Regions from separate parts of the Mus musculus genome. Here region 1 is linked to region 2. The links are chromatin contacts, called in public HiChIP or PLAC-seq maps. All regions are on one chromosome and are shown on one strand. The core of a region is the stretch at or near the end of the contact, and the rest is flanking DNA. Distances in the headings are between cores, read along the strand shown.

Region 1 (2,700 bases), core at 39-2,538, 380 kb after region 2:
CTGACCCATCTACCAGATAGCCAAGCCTCTGAGAAGCTCCTGAGAAAGGATTTTAGAGAATGTTTTCTGAGGAACTGCCTTAGGCCTGGCCCAGAGGTCTCATAGGAACAGCTCATATCCTGCATGGCAGCAAATCAGAGAGTTGGTCACATGAGAAGACAGTGGAAACAATTCGGACAGGAACTTAGGCCATATACAGGGCCTCTTTCTCTATACTGTTCCAAGTTATAGCATTATAATTTGGAGAACCATAAAAAGCCGATACTTCAAATGGGTGTAGAGCTAAATGAGGCAGATTCAGATATTTACATTATTGTCACCAGTAAAATGAAACGCGGAAGGCTACTGGCTTGTCCCAAGTCCTTATATTTCTCTGACCCTAACCTTCAGGCATTCCAAAGTCCAGAACTTCATGGGAGCCTGAGCTTTCCAGGAGCCGGCTGTGGTGCTCATCAAGACCCCCATACAGGAGGCTAGCTAGGGTATCAATGAGTGGTCCACAGAGGAGGCTAGCATATCTCTTAGCTGTCCACAGTGGAGGCTTGTATATCTATCAGTGGTCCACAGAGGAGGCTAGCATCTCTGGGTTGTCAGTGATGCACTTTTCTCTGGCCCATTTCTTTAAGGCCTGGTGCCCCTGGCTACTCTACAGTAAGGGATTTGTGCATCGTGCTGTGGGGTTCAGGTGGGAGATGCAGTGACATGGAGGAGGAGCTCTTAAGGCTCTTACTGGTGTTTCTTTTTGTGATGCTTTTTATTTTCTCTAAACTTTGGTTGTTGTTGTTGTTGCTGCTTGAGAATTCCATGCATGTATATGTATTTTGACAAATCCTCACCCACTTTCCCTTCCCTCCAATCCTTCCCCAACCCACCTCTACTACTACTTTCCCAACCCACACATTGGTGCTTTGTTTGTCTGTTTGTTAAAACTCACTGAGTCCATTTAATGCTGTCAGTATATGTGAGGGTGTAGGGTTATATACTGGAGCATGGGTAGCTTTTTGACAGCTGCATCACTAAAGAAAATTGCCTGTCCCTGCCCCTGTCCCTCCCCCCTCTCCCTCTTCCTCCTCTCTCCCCTCTCCTTCCCCCTCCGTCCTGATCAACTTCCCTCCATCCCCACCCCACTTCATAAGCACCAAACCAAACACATTCCTTGTGGGATCCAGTCTGGTTTGATCTTGTGCTAGTATTTCCCGTGCACTCACAGCTGCTGAAGCCTGTGTGTTACAGCCTTGTCATATCTGGAGAACAACGTTTTGCCAGATGTCCACTACCTCTGGCTCTCAGTCATTCTGCCCCTTCTTCCACGATGAGTCATAAGTCTTGGGAGCACAGGGCGTGACACAGATGTTCCATTTAGGGCTGAGCTTTCCATAGTCCTTTATTTTTCTATATGTTGACCAGTCGTGCATCTCTGTTAAGTAGCCATCTACTGCAGAAAGAAAGCATCAGGATGAGGGAGGGACGAGAGATGCACAAGCCTATGGGTATAAGGTTAGGTCCCTAGCAGGGAGACTTCATACTCTGTCTACTTAGCAGAGTAAGAAGAATAGGTTCTTCCTCAGAGTTTATGACCCACCTACCGAATCTTGGCCCAGTTAACAGTACCAGCCATGGGTTCCATTCTGTGGAACAGGGCTTTCAACCCAACCAGAAAATGGTTGGTTGCTCCCATAACATTTGTGCAAGTATTGCACTGGTGAGCATATATTGATAACTCAGCAGCTCGTAGGACTTACAGCTGGGTAAGTATTGAACACATTGCTCCTCACATAGCATACACAGAGCCTTCCAGTACTGTGAAAGCTATTAAGTAGAGACAAAACCTCCAGGTTGGTACCAACCTGATTTCTCCAGGTCCTGTGGCTCAAGTAGCTGGTGGCTTCGGCAACAGGGTCTGACACTCAGGTTTTCTGGAGGGTAGCCCTGACCTTTGGCACTACCCTGTAATGTCTATTGTAGGGAAGAGCCTATGGGACTGTACTGATCAATAACTCAAAAGGAAGGAACCGAAACCTAGCCCTGAGCTTTTTATTTGACATCTTGTTCGATCCCAGATCTGGGATAGGGATTGGCCTCCCTATTGTAGGGTAACTCCACTGAAACTCCTTTTACAGGTGGATATGACTGTATTTTAGAAAGCTTCATACAGAAGTAGGTTTCCATATCTCCTTCTCAAATGTCCTTGGTATTAGCTATCTCTCTTCCTCCACTCTTCCTCTCTCCTACCTTCTACCCTCTATACCATTTAATCCTTCCTATTCCATTATTCCTCTTTCCCCTTCACACTACCTGTGTTCTATCCATCCTCCTATGAAATTCCCCACCATGTTCTGGTCCCTTACTACTTTTTTGATATCTATGAGCCGAGAAGTTTGAACACATACCTGAAGAAAAGCTAGTATGCACATATGAGAGAGAATACATGATTTTTGTCTTCCTGGTTCTGGTTTCCTCACTCAGGGCAACTGATTCCTGGTCCTTTTACTTATATAAAATTCTCATAATTTTATTCTTTACAGATGAGCAAAATTCCACTGTGTGGGGCTGGAGAGATGGCTCAGCGATTAAGAGCACTGACTGCTCTTCTAGAGGTACTGAGTTCAGTTCCCAGCAACCACATGGTAGCTCACAACCATCTGTAATGGGATCTGATGCTCTCTTCTGGTGTGTCTGAAGACAGCTATAGTGTACTCA
Region 2 (2,700 bases), core at 105-2,604:
CATCTTTCCAGAGAGGGCAGATGGAAGCGTCTTCAGCCTTCCAAAGTACCTACCAACAAAGGGAATAATCTGGAAAGATCCAGAGAAGCATGCTCCGGACAAGAGGAGCACAAGATCCTTACGTTACAAAACACTCCACGATAAAAGAACACAAGGAAGCCAGAGTGGACGAAGATGTGTATATGAACTGAGCAGAGGGGCAAACTGAAGAAGGCACGGAATGCGCAGCGCAACCTCGGCACAGACTGTCAAAAGGAAACTCTAGAGGCCTGATAGACAGCTTAACCATGAAGAACAAACTCTGCTCTTCCCCAAGACCCATACCTCCTTTCCTGGTCTTCAGAGGCACCTGCGCACACACACACATTTTAAAAAATAATATTTAAAAGGCTATTCTGGCTACTACACGAAGGTGTAAATGGAAAGAATAAAGGCATTGGGACGCCTCTATGGAATACCCACCTTCTGACATTTTGGTTTTTGAGCCTAGCCTTTCACACCCAAGCCATCTATCTCTCTACCCTGCCAATGAATGAATAACCTGGGTGTCAGTACTCAACTCCTCTTACGAAAAAGCGACAGAATTTAGCATCTCGCTCACAACCCGCGGCGCTAGCCAACACTAATTCATCAAGATGAAAAACAGAAGTCCGGGGATCATCTCCTGATCTTGCCCATGCCGTGAGGAAGTAGCAAATCACTTAGAAAGCCGGTCGTGGCAGGGTTCTGGGCGAGACAGTAGGGGACGGGGAAAGACCGGGGGAGGGTCCTCTCGGGAACAGATGCACCTCGGGGTGCAGAGGGCAGTGGGCCGTCTGGGGCTGGGAAGACACGGGCTGTCCGAGCACCCCGAAAGGCTTGCCGCCGCATCTGGCGGGGAGGGTGGGCGCTGGAGAGAACCCAGCCAATCAGCGCCACGGGGCTGATGGAACGGCAGTGCGCCCGCGCGCGCCGAATGTTTACGCGGAATTCTCACTCGGAACTTCCCGCCTGACCTCCTCCCTCTCGAGGCCGACGATGCTCGCCCCGACTAGGACGGAGCAGGGGAGCGAGCGAGGCCGCCCCGCACGCGCGCGCGAGCTCCCGACCTCACCTCCACGCTCAGCGGCCGGGACTCCTCACACTCCGGCCGCGGCGTCTTCTGCTGCGCCGCGTCGCCGCCACGCTCCCGGCCCCGCTCGTCCTCCATGCCGCCTCTCGCGGGCCGCGAGACGGCCGCGGACGCTCACTGTCGGTCCACCGAGACCCGCGGGAAGCCGCCTCGCTCTCTCCCTTGAAAAACTACCGCGCTTCACGTTCCCGCGGCGGCCGCCACACAAACTCCGCCGGACGCCTCCTACTTCCGGGAGCGTGTGGCGTTGTCACGCCGCGCAGGCGCAGTGGGCGGGTCCCCTCCTTTTTCTCCCCGCGCGCGCGCGGTAGGACGGCGGCGGGAGAGAGCCCGGGAGGCGAGCGATTTGGGGAAGTGGGCGTGGGTAGCCCGCAGGTTCGAAAATGGTGCTGCGCCGGTTGCCTGGGATGCGCGCGTGAAGCTGCCCTAATTAGTGTTTGCTGCAAGTTCTAAGGTCTTTCCTCCCAGTAACTCAAAATCTATTTACTTTTTTTCCCCCACTGTAGCAGAAGCTGCTTTGACAACGACCAGTGTAGTCTATGTATGCCCTTCTGCAGATGCGTTCCTAGGGTCTAGATTCCACAACGCTGAAATCTACAGGATTGCATCCTTTCCAATGCTGTTTGGCATTTGGGGACGTTTTTAAAAATCATTTTCATTCGTCTCCACCCCCCCCCCTTGTGTTTATGGGTGTTTTACCTGCGAGCATGTCTGCACCGCGTGTGTGCAGTACCCCAGGGAGGCTGAAGAGAGCGTTGTCCCTGGGATTGGAGTTAGAACCCAACATGGGAGTTGCCATGTGGGTGTTTTTGAGAGGCGAAGGAAGAAACTACCATTCCAACTTAAGTGTCTGGGCAAGATGAACTTTACTCTTTATCAAGCGGGTATGCTCGAAGAGTGAATACATACAAGTCAGGAAGTGTGTTTGGTGATTATTTTAACTTAGGGTGTGGCCTGTGTGTGTCTCTTCCTCCTGATTTGAGGTCCCGTTGTTTCACAGCCTGATTTGATTGGCTAGTCTGAAAAGAATTGGTGCACAGGAAGTGGAGGATGGGGAAAGGGGCCATTGGAATAAAGGAGCAGTTCTTTGAGTAAACAGTAGTTTTTCTGGATCTGAAGGATCGAAACATTTTCATTAAAAGTCTCACAAGGTGGAGGAAGATAAAAAGATTTCAATTCTTTGTCTTAAACCCAAGTTTTATAGTATCCATAGAAAAGACTTGTGGTGGTTTAAATATGCTTGGCCCAGGGAGTGGCACTATTAGTAGATGTGGCCTTGTTGGAGGAAGTCTGTCACTGTGGGCATGAGCTTTAAGACCCTCATTCATGCTGGCTGCCTGAAAGTCAGTCTTCTCCTGTTTGCATTTGGAGCAAGATGTTGAACTCTCAGCTTCTCCTGTACCATGCCTGCCTGGATGGTGCCATGCTCCCACTTTGATGATAATGGACTGAACCTCTGAACCTATAAGCCAGCCCCAATTAAACGCTATCCTTCTAAGAGTTGCCTTGGTCATGGTTAAACACTTGTCATAAGACAAGACTCTTACTTGGTATTTCTCACACACTGGCGATTGAACCGGGGTCTCTAA

What was found. HiChIP or PLAC-seq counts read pairs in DNA pulled down with a chosen protein or histone mark.
Region 1: a FOXA1 HiChIP or PLAC-seq map of pancreatic cancer cells shows a contact between it and region 2. The contact joins the enhancer-like site here to the promoter of Eri1 in region 2. A contact is called at or near these places in 2 of 39 promoter capture datasets (the 3T3-L1 cell line and cranial neural crest) and 3 of 115 datasets of contacts at active chromatin or transcription factors (bone marrow-derived macrophages, forebrain and pancreatic cancer cells).

What each region holds. Positions count from the first base shown.
Region 1 is chr8:35,869,978-35,872,677 of GRCm38.p6, forward strand. It overlaps 5430403N17Rik (RIKEN cDNA 5430403N17 gene), which reads right to left. Exons shown (of 3, transcript NR_046181.1): 2 at 1,209-1,435. Among named protein-coding and RNA genes, the nearest start is that of 5430403N17Rik, 12 kb to the right of the region's middle. Within about 2 kb of position 1,289, at least 17 of the 459 cell types and tissues checked have an H3K27ac peak or open chromatin away from gene starts, as enhancers often do. A contact at or near this core is called in pancreatic cancer cells, where this site is marked.
Region 2 is chr8:35,494,179-35,496,878 of GRCm38.p6, forward strand. Eri1 (exoribonuclease 1) reads right to left here and starts at 1,355. Exons shown (of 7, transcript NM_026067.3): 1 at 1,094-1,355. The coding sequence starts at 1,189. Gm51568 (a long non-coding RNA gene) reads left to right here and starts at 1,348. Exons shown (of 2, transcript XR_003947532.1): 1 at 1,348-2,700.